2 separate regions of the Gossypium hirsutum genome follow, and region 2 is linked to region 1. Evidence: chromatin contacts called from public Hi-C data. All regions are on one chromosome and are shown on one strand. Each heading gives the region's core, a stretch centred on a gene start, on an enhancer-like site or on the middle of the called end of the contact. The rest is flanking DNA. Distances are from core to core; before and after follow the strand shown.

What was found. Hi-C and Micro-C count contacts between places; a contact is called where the count stands out from the background.
Region 2: a contact with region 1 is called in a Hi-C map of hypocotyl, with 2.0 times the contacts expected there. The contact joins the promoter of LOC107893501 here to the enhancer-like site in region 1. A contact is called at or near these places in 10 of 34 Hi-C or Micro-C datasets (anther, callus, cotyledon and 3 more).

Annotation. Positions count from the first base shown.
Region 1 is chrA13:105,122,516-105,127,263 of Gossypium_hirsutum_v2.1, reverse strand. No RefSeq gene overlaps it. Among protein-coding and RNA genes, the nearest start is that of LOC121213110, 30 kb to the left of the region's middle. Within about 2 kb of position 2,408, at least 9 of the 9 cell types and tissues checked have an H3K27ac peak or open chromatin away from gene starts, as enhancers often do. A contact at or near this core is called in cotyledon, hypocotyl and leaf, where this site is marked.
Region 2 is chrA13:105,195,308-105,200,055 of Gossypium_hirsutum_v2.1, reverse strand. LOC107893501 reads left to right here and starts at 1,998. Exons shown (of 1, transcript XM_016818514.2): 1 at 1,998-3,407. The coding sequence starts at 2,304. The coding sequence ends at 3,011. It overlaps LOC107893500, which reads left to right. Exons shown (of 4, transcript XM_041085571.1): 3 at 1-973; 4 at 1,442-1,669. The coding sequence ends at 960.

The sequences.
Region 1 (4,748 bases), core at 1,159-3,658:
CGAAGTATCGCCACACTATCTATTCGACATATTGGTATTTTTGGTTATTTTGGTTAATGGTTATAAATGACATGTAATAAGGTTGAAAGGCTATTTAGGTGAAATTTCTTGTCTTGAGTTGTATCACGCTTGTTGTGGTTGATAAGGTAAATGTTGACATGAATAATAGTTGCAAATATAGGTGAATGAAACCTCATGCATACTGTCAAAACCATATTTTTTATTTTTTTAACGACGGGGATCGAATTTTTGAAAACAAAACGTGGAGTCGCCACCAATCTTTTGTTTTGGTGTGATTGGATCACCTTAAAATATATTTTATTCCATTTAAATCTATTTTGGCCTACGAAATTTGAGAAAACGAGTTCGGGAGCCAGTTACGTAGGAGGAAGGGTTAGCACCCTCGCTATGCCCAAAATTGGTACCAAATTGATTAGATAATGTCCTTATGTCTAAGATTTAAAGCTATTTTTGAAATATGGCTCCTTTTAAAACATTTGAATGGCTCAAGTTGGTCGTCGAAATTCTCTTGTTTCAAAGGAATAAAGCATCACATCCAGCACGATAGGACACGACCCTTTATACCCTTGAAAATACGATAAATTTTTTACTTCCAAAAGTTTATATGTTGAAAATTACAAAAGGATGCCCAATTATTTAGTCCAACGAAAAACTGAAACCCAGCGCGGTAGGGCACGATTCCCCAAATTTCCAAACATTGAACATTGCCTTGTTTTAGAATTTAAAAAACACGAGTGAAATTCTAAAGGAATATTTGATTATTTTGAACAAACGGATAATCGAAACCCAGCACGATAGGGCATGATTCCCCGAATTTCTAAACATCAAACATTGCCTTGTTTTAGAATTTAGAAAACACGAGTGAAATTCTAAAGGAATATTCGATTATTTTGAACAAATGAGAAATCGAAACCCAGCACGATAGGGCATGATTCCTTCCAAACATCAAATATTGCCTTCGTTTTAAGAAATTTTCAAACGAATAATTATAAGACCAGCTTAAAACGCATTAATTTGACTTGAAATAAAATAGAATAATTTATTTTAAAGAGTCGAGCATTATAAAACGACATTTGTAAACCAAGAGAAAAAGATGAAAACATGGGGTAACATGCATGAATAATGTACTATACTCGGTGAATAAAAATAATATAAATTTATGGAGCCAATTGACAAAACAAACAATAAAATATAACTAATCAACGAACAATATAACCAAATTTACAAGCATGAATGAACAACAATTGATTAATAATACATAAGAAAACGAATAAACGATGTGCAACAAATATACATGAGATAATATAAAAACAATTAACACATAATGTACAAAACAACATAAAACTAATATGATACGAAATAATTTTAAAAAATGATGAATTGATGAGCAAATAACACATGCTAGAACTTGAAATCATTCCTATAAAAAAAAACTAAAAATATATGGATAATCATTAAAATAGATGTTATAAAATGAAGTCATTTGAATCAAATAATATACAAAATGTTTTTTAAAAAATACATTTATTTAAAATTGACAACATACACATAATAAAAGATAAGTTAAATATACTTAAAATATGAAGGGATAGCAAAGGTATATAATAAAATATGATCTTAGGAAATAAACTATACACATAACAAGTTTAAAAAGCATATATATATATACATAAATAATTTAAAAGCAACTATATGAAATATAAATAACATGGAATTAAATATGTATATAGGATCAAATTAATTCTACTATGAATCATATGTATACATACATAAAAAAACATTTGAATGAAGTATTATTAAAAAAATTTTAAAATAATTTGATGTAAAAAAATAGCTTCCAAATGATGAAACAAAATAAGGTTATCAAAATAGCTCAACACATATGAGAATATTAGAAACCTTAAAATAATAAGCATTACAAATTAAAACTTCCATTAAAATAATACATGTACAAATATATAGAATATTTAAAGAAATATTGTACAAAGAGACTTCAAAATAATTATACAAATAAAGACAAACCAAAATTATTAAAATGGATCAACACGTATAAAAAATATTAAGCGAATTTAAAAATAATAAGTTATATCAATAGAAAACTCAATTACAACTAATTAAAAATAAAAGGTATAATTTACAAATAAGGTAGGACATAAAAATAAAAAATAATAAAAAAGGACTAGCGCGTCACACATGCGAATTTTCAGGGACCAAACGGGGAAATACCCCGGATTCCAAAATGATGCGTTGTGACGCAGGCTTGATTGCAAACGAATGTAAATTAAAAGGCCAAATTTTAAAAGAAATAAAGTGAAATGCATTAGGCGCAATTGAGCAATCGTACAAAAAGAGAGGACCTCGCGCGTAATTACCCCTCTCCACAGAAACGCGCGGATCCCAGGGGCGAAGAACCGGATTGGGTCGGGTATGGTTAATACGGCATCATTTCTAAACCATTGAAATTGGGTAAAACGACGTCGTTTTTGGTTCTTTATAATGGCTAAACAATGCTTCCATTCGGCTGAACTAAAACCCTAGCCTCCCCATTTCATTTCCTTCAACCGAACCCTAATCTTTCCTCTACAATGTCAATCCACCACAATGAAAGACAATCAACCTGTTCAAGTCTCAAAGTGGTTCTCTTTCTGCCTTCATCTCCCCTCGTACCTCAATTTCAACGAAGCAGAAGAGATCTCATGGCATATTTACAAGGTAAGTTTCATTTCCTTTTTCTTTTATACATTCAAATGCGAAAGAACAAAAGATCCAGAAAGAAAGAAACTGAGCAAAGAAGAAAAAGAAATCTCAGAAATTTGAATCAGAAATCACCTTTCAATATCGGTGGCTTTTCTTTCTATTTCAATATGCGTATTTCAGTGTGCGTAAAAAAAATACATTGATCACTACATGACTTTTATAGCCGAAACAAAAAATGAAAAGAAAAATACAATTTCTTTTTGTTTTTTCCCTCTTTGCTGTGCTGTGGTTTTTGTATTTGCTTGCAGGTACGGGGTGTGCGTGGCACATGTACGGGGTTGTGCATTGGCGTACGGAGGCGTGGGCGTGGCTGTGGTGCCAAGAGTCCGTACGACGCTGTGGGCTGGAGCCTGGCTGCAGCGTTAAAGGTAGAAACCCTAGGGTTTCTGTTTCTAAAGTATTTTGGGCCGTTTGGGCCGTTGTATTTTAGGCCTAGGTTTATTTGGGCTTGTATTGGGTTTGAGCTATGGACCATTTGTAATTTAGGTTATAATTTTGGGCCCTGGACTGGTTAAAATTGGATTGTTTAAAAGATTTGGACTTTGATGATAGACTATTAATTTGGTTTTATTCTTTGGACTTTTGGTTTAATAATTGGTTTTATTTTGGTTATTGGGCCCCGGGCAAATCGGGCTTTCTACACATACTTTATAGGTTCTAAATAGTATATGGTATGGTGACATGTTTTGGAATGGTTATTTTGGCCATTTTTAAGTACTTGGATTATATGGTGCTTTTTGGCATGTTTGTGATGATATGTAAATGGTTATATGTGATGTTATTTGGTAGTTAAATAAATTAGATCTTATGCTTGAAAGGTGGCTATATTGCTTAGATTTGATTAATGATGTTTTGGTATAAATGTGGTGCATTCGAATGACATATTGGTTGGATGAATTAGAATGTTAGAAGTGGTATGTTTAGATGTGTTTAAATGATGTTTAAGTCCTTTGAATGTGTGCCCAAATAAAATGGTTAGTTAAGCATAACTTGGCCTTGAAATGACTTGATTTTAGGTCAATTTTTGAGATCACACGGCCTGGTACACGAGCTGTCACACGGCTGTGTAACAAACATGACCTAACTACACTGCGGTGTATATTTTGAAATTTCCTAGTGTTTTAAGTCAGTGAGTTACACGGCTTGGCACACGGCCTGGCACGGTCTGCGACATGGCCGTGTAACCTTACTCAGTAAGTTACACGGGTGAGGACACGGATTGGGACACGACCGTGCGACCCCTATTTTCTAATTTTTAACTTTTTCTCAAATATTATGTTTTGTTTCAAATTAGTCCCGAATTGTTTCGAAGCTATTTTTAGGGCCTTGAAGGCTCGGTTTAGGGACCAAATACATATGATTGATCGTATTTAATATGATTTACTTAAGTAATATTTAATTATTGTATTGAGATGTATTAAGGTTAAATGGTTTCTGATTGTATGGTAATGCTCTGTAACCCAAACCCGACGATGAAGACGGGTTAGGGGTGTTACAATGGTAGCATGGACATTTTTTTTTTCTTTTTTAACATAGATGCTCTAACAGTCTATTTAAACTTTCTCTTGAATGGTTTAGTAGTTTATACTTCCTTCGTAACATGCACCTTGGCATTTTCAGAATCTAGGTCCTGATCTTGCTTTCGATATTCTTTCTTCAATATGAAGATGGTTTGTCAAAGCCTCGACAGATATTTTCTCATTCTTATGTTTGAAGTTTCTTTTAAAGTCTTTCCAAAATATAAAAAGTTTGTCTGCAATGAAGGATACAATAATAATTTCATCAATTTTAATATCATATTGCTTAAATTGATTTAACATTTTTTCAATATCGCGAAATTGCTCCATAAGAGAACAACATCAATCATTTGATAATTATTAAAATGATTAACAAGAAATTTCTTACTTGTAGCATCTTTGGTCATGTATCTTGTTTCCAATTTGTCTAATAGTTTCTTAGTAGTGACCTTG
Region 2 (4,748 bases), core at 749-3,248, 73 kb before region 1:
CTGTCAACATCTTGTCCTCTAACATTTGTTGCAGACAGACAGAAGGGTTTGCGGGAGTCAATCTCTGAAATTTTCAAGGATTCCTATCATGGTTATTGTCTGCACTATTTAACTGAGCAACTCATTAGAGACTTGAAAGGGCAGTTTTCTCGTGATGTTAAAGGTATCATGATTGAAGACCTTTATCGTGCAGCTTTTGCACCTAGACCTGAAGAGTTTCATAAGATTACTGAGGGCATCAAAAGTCTTTCACTGGAAGCTTACAATTGGATCATGCAAAGTGAGCCCCAGAATTGGGCAAATTCACTTTTCCAGGGTGCCAGATATAACCATATGAAATCAAACTTTGGTGAACTCTTTTACAGCTGGGCATCAGATGCAGATGAATTACCTATAACACAGATGGTTGATGTCATACGGGGAGAGATTATGGAGTTAATTTATTTCCGTAGGACCGATTCTGATCAGTGGTTAACAAGGCTGACTCCATCCATGGAGGAAAAGCTGGAAAAGGAGAGCTTGAAAGTCAGTGCCCTTCAAGTGCAACTGACTACTGGTAGCGAATTTGAGGTTCAAGGTGAGTCCACTGAAGTGGTTGACATGGATGGTTGGGATTGTAGTTGTAAAGGTTGGCAACTTACTGGTTTACCATGCTGCCATGCTATTGCTGTTATCAATTGCATTGGACGAAGCCCTTATGATTATTGCTCAAGATACTTTTCAACTGAGAGCTACAGATTAACCTATGCAGAATCTGTCAAGCCTATTCCAGATATGGACTGGGCTATGCAGAATGATTATTCGGAAGCCGTAATGACTGTAACTCCACCAACACGTCGTCCACCAGGTCGGCCTACCACAAAGAAAGTTGGATTACAGGAGGCAATGAAGCGCCAACTCCAGTGCAGTAAGTGCAAGGGTCTTGGACACAACAAGGCCACTTGCAAAGAGCTCTTGTAAATTGTTGTAAACTGTACGTATTGAGTATTCGTGTTCTGTTCTTTAAAGCTTGCATCAGTGATACTGAATACATCAATATAGTGGCATTGCTTCATTCGATTCCATATTTGATCTAAGACTGGTTTCTGTGGAGAGAGCCTATTTTTAATAGACGGCTTGTGTATTTAGCATTTTTATGTGCAATTTTACATGCAGCTTTAAGAAGAATGTTCGACTGTTTGTATAACACATGCTTATTATATCTGTGCTGCACTAGAACCTACAAGTTTTTGTAGGGTTTACATGAGCCAGTTGGCGGATATTCTGCATTTTCACCCATCTGTGTCCCCTCGTATTGCTCTGTAGCATATGTGATGAAATATTTTTGATTTGTTAGCAGAATTCTGTGGATGGCAATAGCCGTCGATTTTATTCCTTTCTTGAAAGTGTGTTGATATCGCCATTCGACCAATTATTCCTCTTATATGTTGGTGTTTTATAGGGATCACATTAAGGATCAAGTGCATCACATACTGTACATGCAAGCAACGGCGTTTATATTAGTGATGAGGGCAATGGCTGCTCTGGTCATTGAACATGTCAGTGATCAGTAGGGAAACTAATGGTTGGTTAAACTAGCTATTTATACCTCTGTTGATTGGAAGGTAATAAATGATACCATAAAGTTGATCATCTTTTGTCGGTGCATATTGAGGAAGAGATTGATTGGTTTAAGTTTGTGAACCACGGATGTGCTAAGCTAAAAGAAACTCTGATGGTGGAAAGATGGTATTTGGATGAGATACAGTGGAAATGCTCTTCATTTGGTGCACCTGCTTCTTGTAATGTAGGGGATGTTGAGATGGAGGGAAGTCAAAAGAAGCTGTAAACTTGCTTGCTTTGTGTAATGAGTAAGCAATATATAGAGAGCTGACATTAGAGGCTGTAGTACTAAAGGTATTTAAATCAATAAGAAGACACAACCTTAGTTTTGCTACAGAATCAGAAAAATGTGTATGACAAATGATAAAAGGTTGGTTGAGTTTGAACGGTAAAAGACTAAAACGATTATTTAGAGATTTGATTTCGAATTTAATTAAGGTCATAGGGCAGGGTTTTTTTTAAAAAAAAAAAACCTGAAAATATTATTAAATATTGTCTATAAATTATAATAATTATATTAAACCTAAACCATGCCAATGACAGCATGGTTGAACTTAAAGTTGGTATATATTTGTAAGTAATAATAAATGAGTCTTAAAACACAATAAACCCTAAATATAGTTTTAACAAAGAAAAAAGACTAAACATTGTAAGACTCAAACCAGAGGAGGGCAGGGCAGAGAAGGGGGTCCTCGATCACCATGGCTACTGGTTTGAGTACTAGGAATGGCAATATTGGCATGACCCTCCCCACCGCCGCCGCCAGCAAACTCAACAATCCATTACTATCCAAAGAATGCAGCAACTGCAGTGGCCATTCTCCCTTCTTTATCCACCAAGTTCGCCACTTAGGCATCCTACGCCGCCTTTGCACTGCCTGTGTCCTCCGCCTCCACCCTTCCTCGTTCTGCCCTGCTTGCTTTACCTTCTACGGCGGCTCCCCACCCCATCCTTCCAAACGTGTCAACTGCTCCAATTGCTGCTCCCTCACCCATTCTCACTGCGCAGGCGACACCGTTCTCACCTCTTACCTCTGCCCACCTTGTAAGGACTCTTCTTTCTCTTTCTTTCCTCTCAAGGACAACAAGATCGACAAGAAGCTCGCTCACGCTTTGCTCTGCGCTGCCAAGATTGCCTCCTTTTCCATGGGGAAGGCCGTTACCGTAGCATGGGCCGAGGCTGACAGGAAGGTAAGGGAGGCGGCGCTTGCAAGAAAACGGGCAAGGGAATCCCTCGAACATCTACTCGTTGTTGCTCGTAAGGAAAAGGCCAGAAAAGAAAATGAGGCCAAAGTTGAGGACTTGGGCGTGGACAATGGTGATGAAGATGGTGACGGTGATGGGGATGGGGATATTGATGTTGATCTCGTACGACATATAGAAGATAGTCTTGTTAAAGCCGACGATTGAGTTCTTTTTGTGTGTTTTGATGGAGGTGTCAAAGCTTGGAAACCAAGGCTGTACATTGTTTTTCATTTATTCTTCATCATTATCTTACATGCTTGCATTGCATCGTTTGCAGCAAGAAATTTTGATTGGTTTTCTACCTGTGTTAATCCCACAATTGGTGGTTTGCAGATTGGGTTGGGTCACAAAAACTGTTAACACTATGACTCTCAGAGTTGATCTTTGCTTTTTTTTTCTGTTTTTTTTCCTTTGCGTTTCTTCAATATACTACAAAATTGTGTTAGAAATGAGGACATGAAGCAAAACAGAACAGACTTTGATTTGAGTTCTAAGGAGTATCAGTTTCCTTAACATGTGGTTGTTTTGTTCATGTAATATATGTTACATTTTCTGGGCTTATCTGAAGTTTGTTAAATGATTCCAAGAAACATATGGGCTGTAATAGATTGATCCCCCTCTCTTGGGAGGTATTTTTATAGGCTTCTTTTGAGCTTCTTCATCCTCTAGGTGTTATTATGAAGTCATGGTGGGTCTCTTACACGAGTACTTAGGAACAATCGAAGGCGAGCTCATATGTTTGTGTGTTTTGGGTAAGGTGTTTCTTGCTTTTGATTAAGGTGGTTGACTTGACCAAACACTTCAAACGTGATATTTAATCAAAAGATGAAAATGGAATGACCAGTGGCAGTTGAGGCATATGTCCACCACCGCCAAGTTGATTCATAACAGGGTTCACTTGGTTCTGTTTCAAAGCGATGTAGCGTAGTAAGTAAAAGTGGCAGGCCAAGTGCTTCAAGGTTCCAGCACAACTGAGCAACGCTCAGATGTTAACAGACAGGACAATATTGGTATAAGTATTGAATAGGTATTTGCACTGTAGCCAAAAATGCATTTTTGCTAGGTAATTTTAAAGTTGGCACAAATAAATGTGAGAGGTTAAATCAAAGGGTCGATTTGATTTTAAAATTTACAATTGAATTTATAATTACTTTATTTATATATCTAATCTAATCTAATACTTCCAGTTATGATATTCATTTTTAAAAAAATTATAATTAATATTATTACCATAGTAATTTTATCTTTTTTATATTTCTATATCATCTTTAAATAAAATAATTATAAATTTAAGGATTCAACATGTGTTTAATAGTATTAAAAAATATAAATTCATCATCAACCCCTATATTCATTGTTAAATAAATTTTAAACATAAAACAATTCCTTTCACGTACATTATTGGTGTGACAAAATCTATAATTATTAAAATTTTAAAGCCAAATTCACGACCAAATATATTTTGGGTAAACTACAAAAATAGTCACTTTTGTTTGCCTTAGATTACATTTTAGTCACTTATGTTTGAAATGTTATGTTTTAGTCACTTAATGTTATCATTTTGTTACGAAGTGACCACTCTACCGTTAAATTCCGCTATCTCCCTAACGGCAGTCTTACATGGTAGTCCAAATAAGTTTCAAATGCCAATTTGGATGTTCAGTTGTTGAAATGAAATAGGCTTTTAATTAAATAGATTTAATTTGGACGGCCACATAGGACATCTAAGTTGGCATTTAAAACCCATTTTACTGCCACGTAGGACTGCCGTTAGGGAGGTAACGGAATTTAACAGTAGAGTGACCACTTCATAACAATACAATAACATAAGCAACTAAAATGTAAAGTTTTAAACATAAGTGTCTAAAATGTAATTCAAGACAAACAAAAGTGACCAATTTT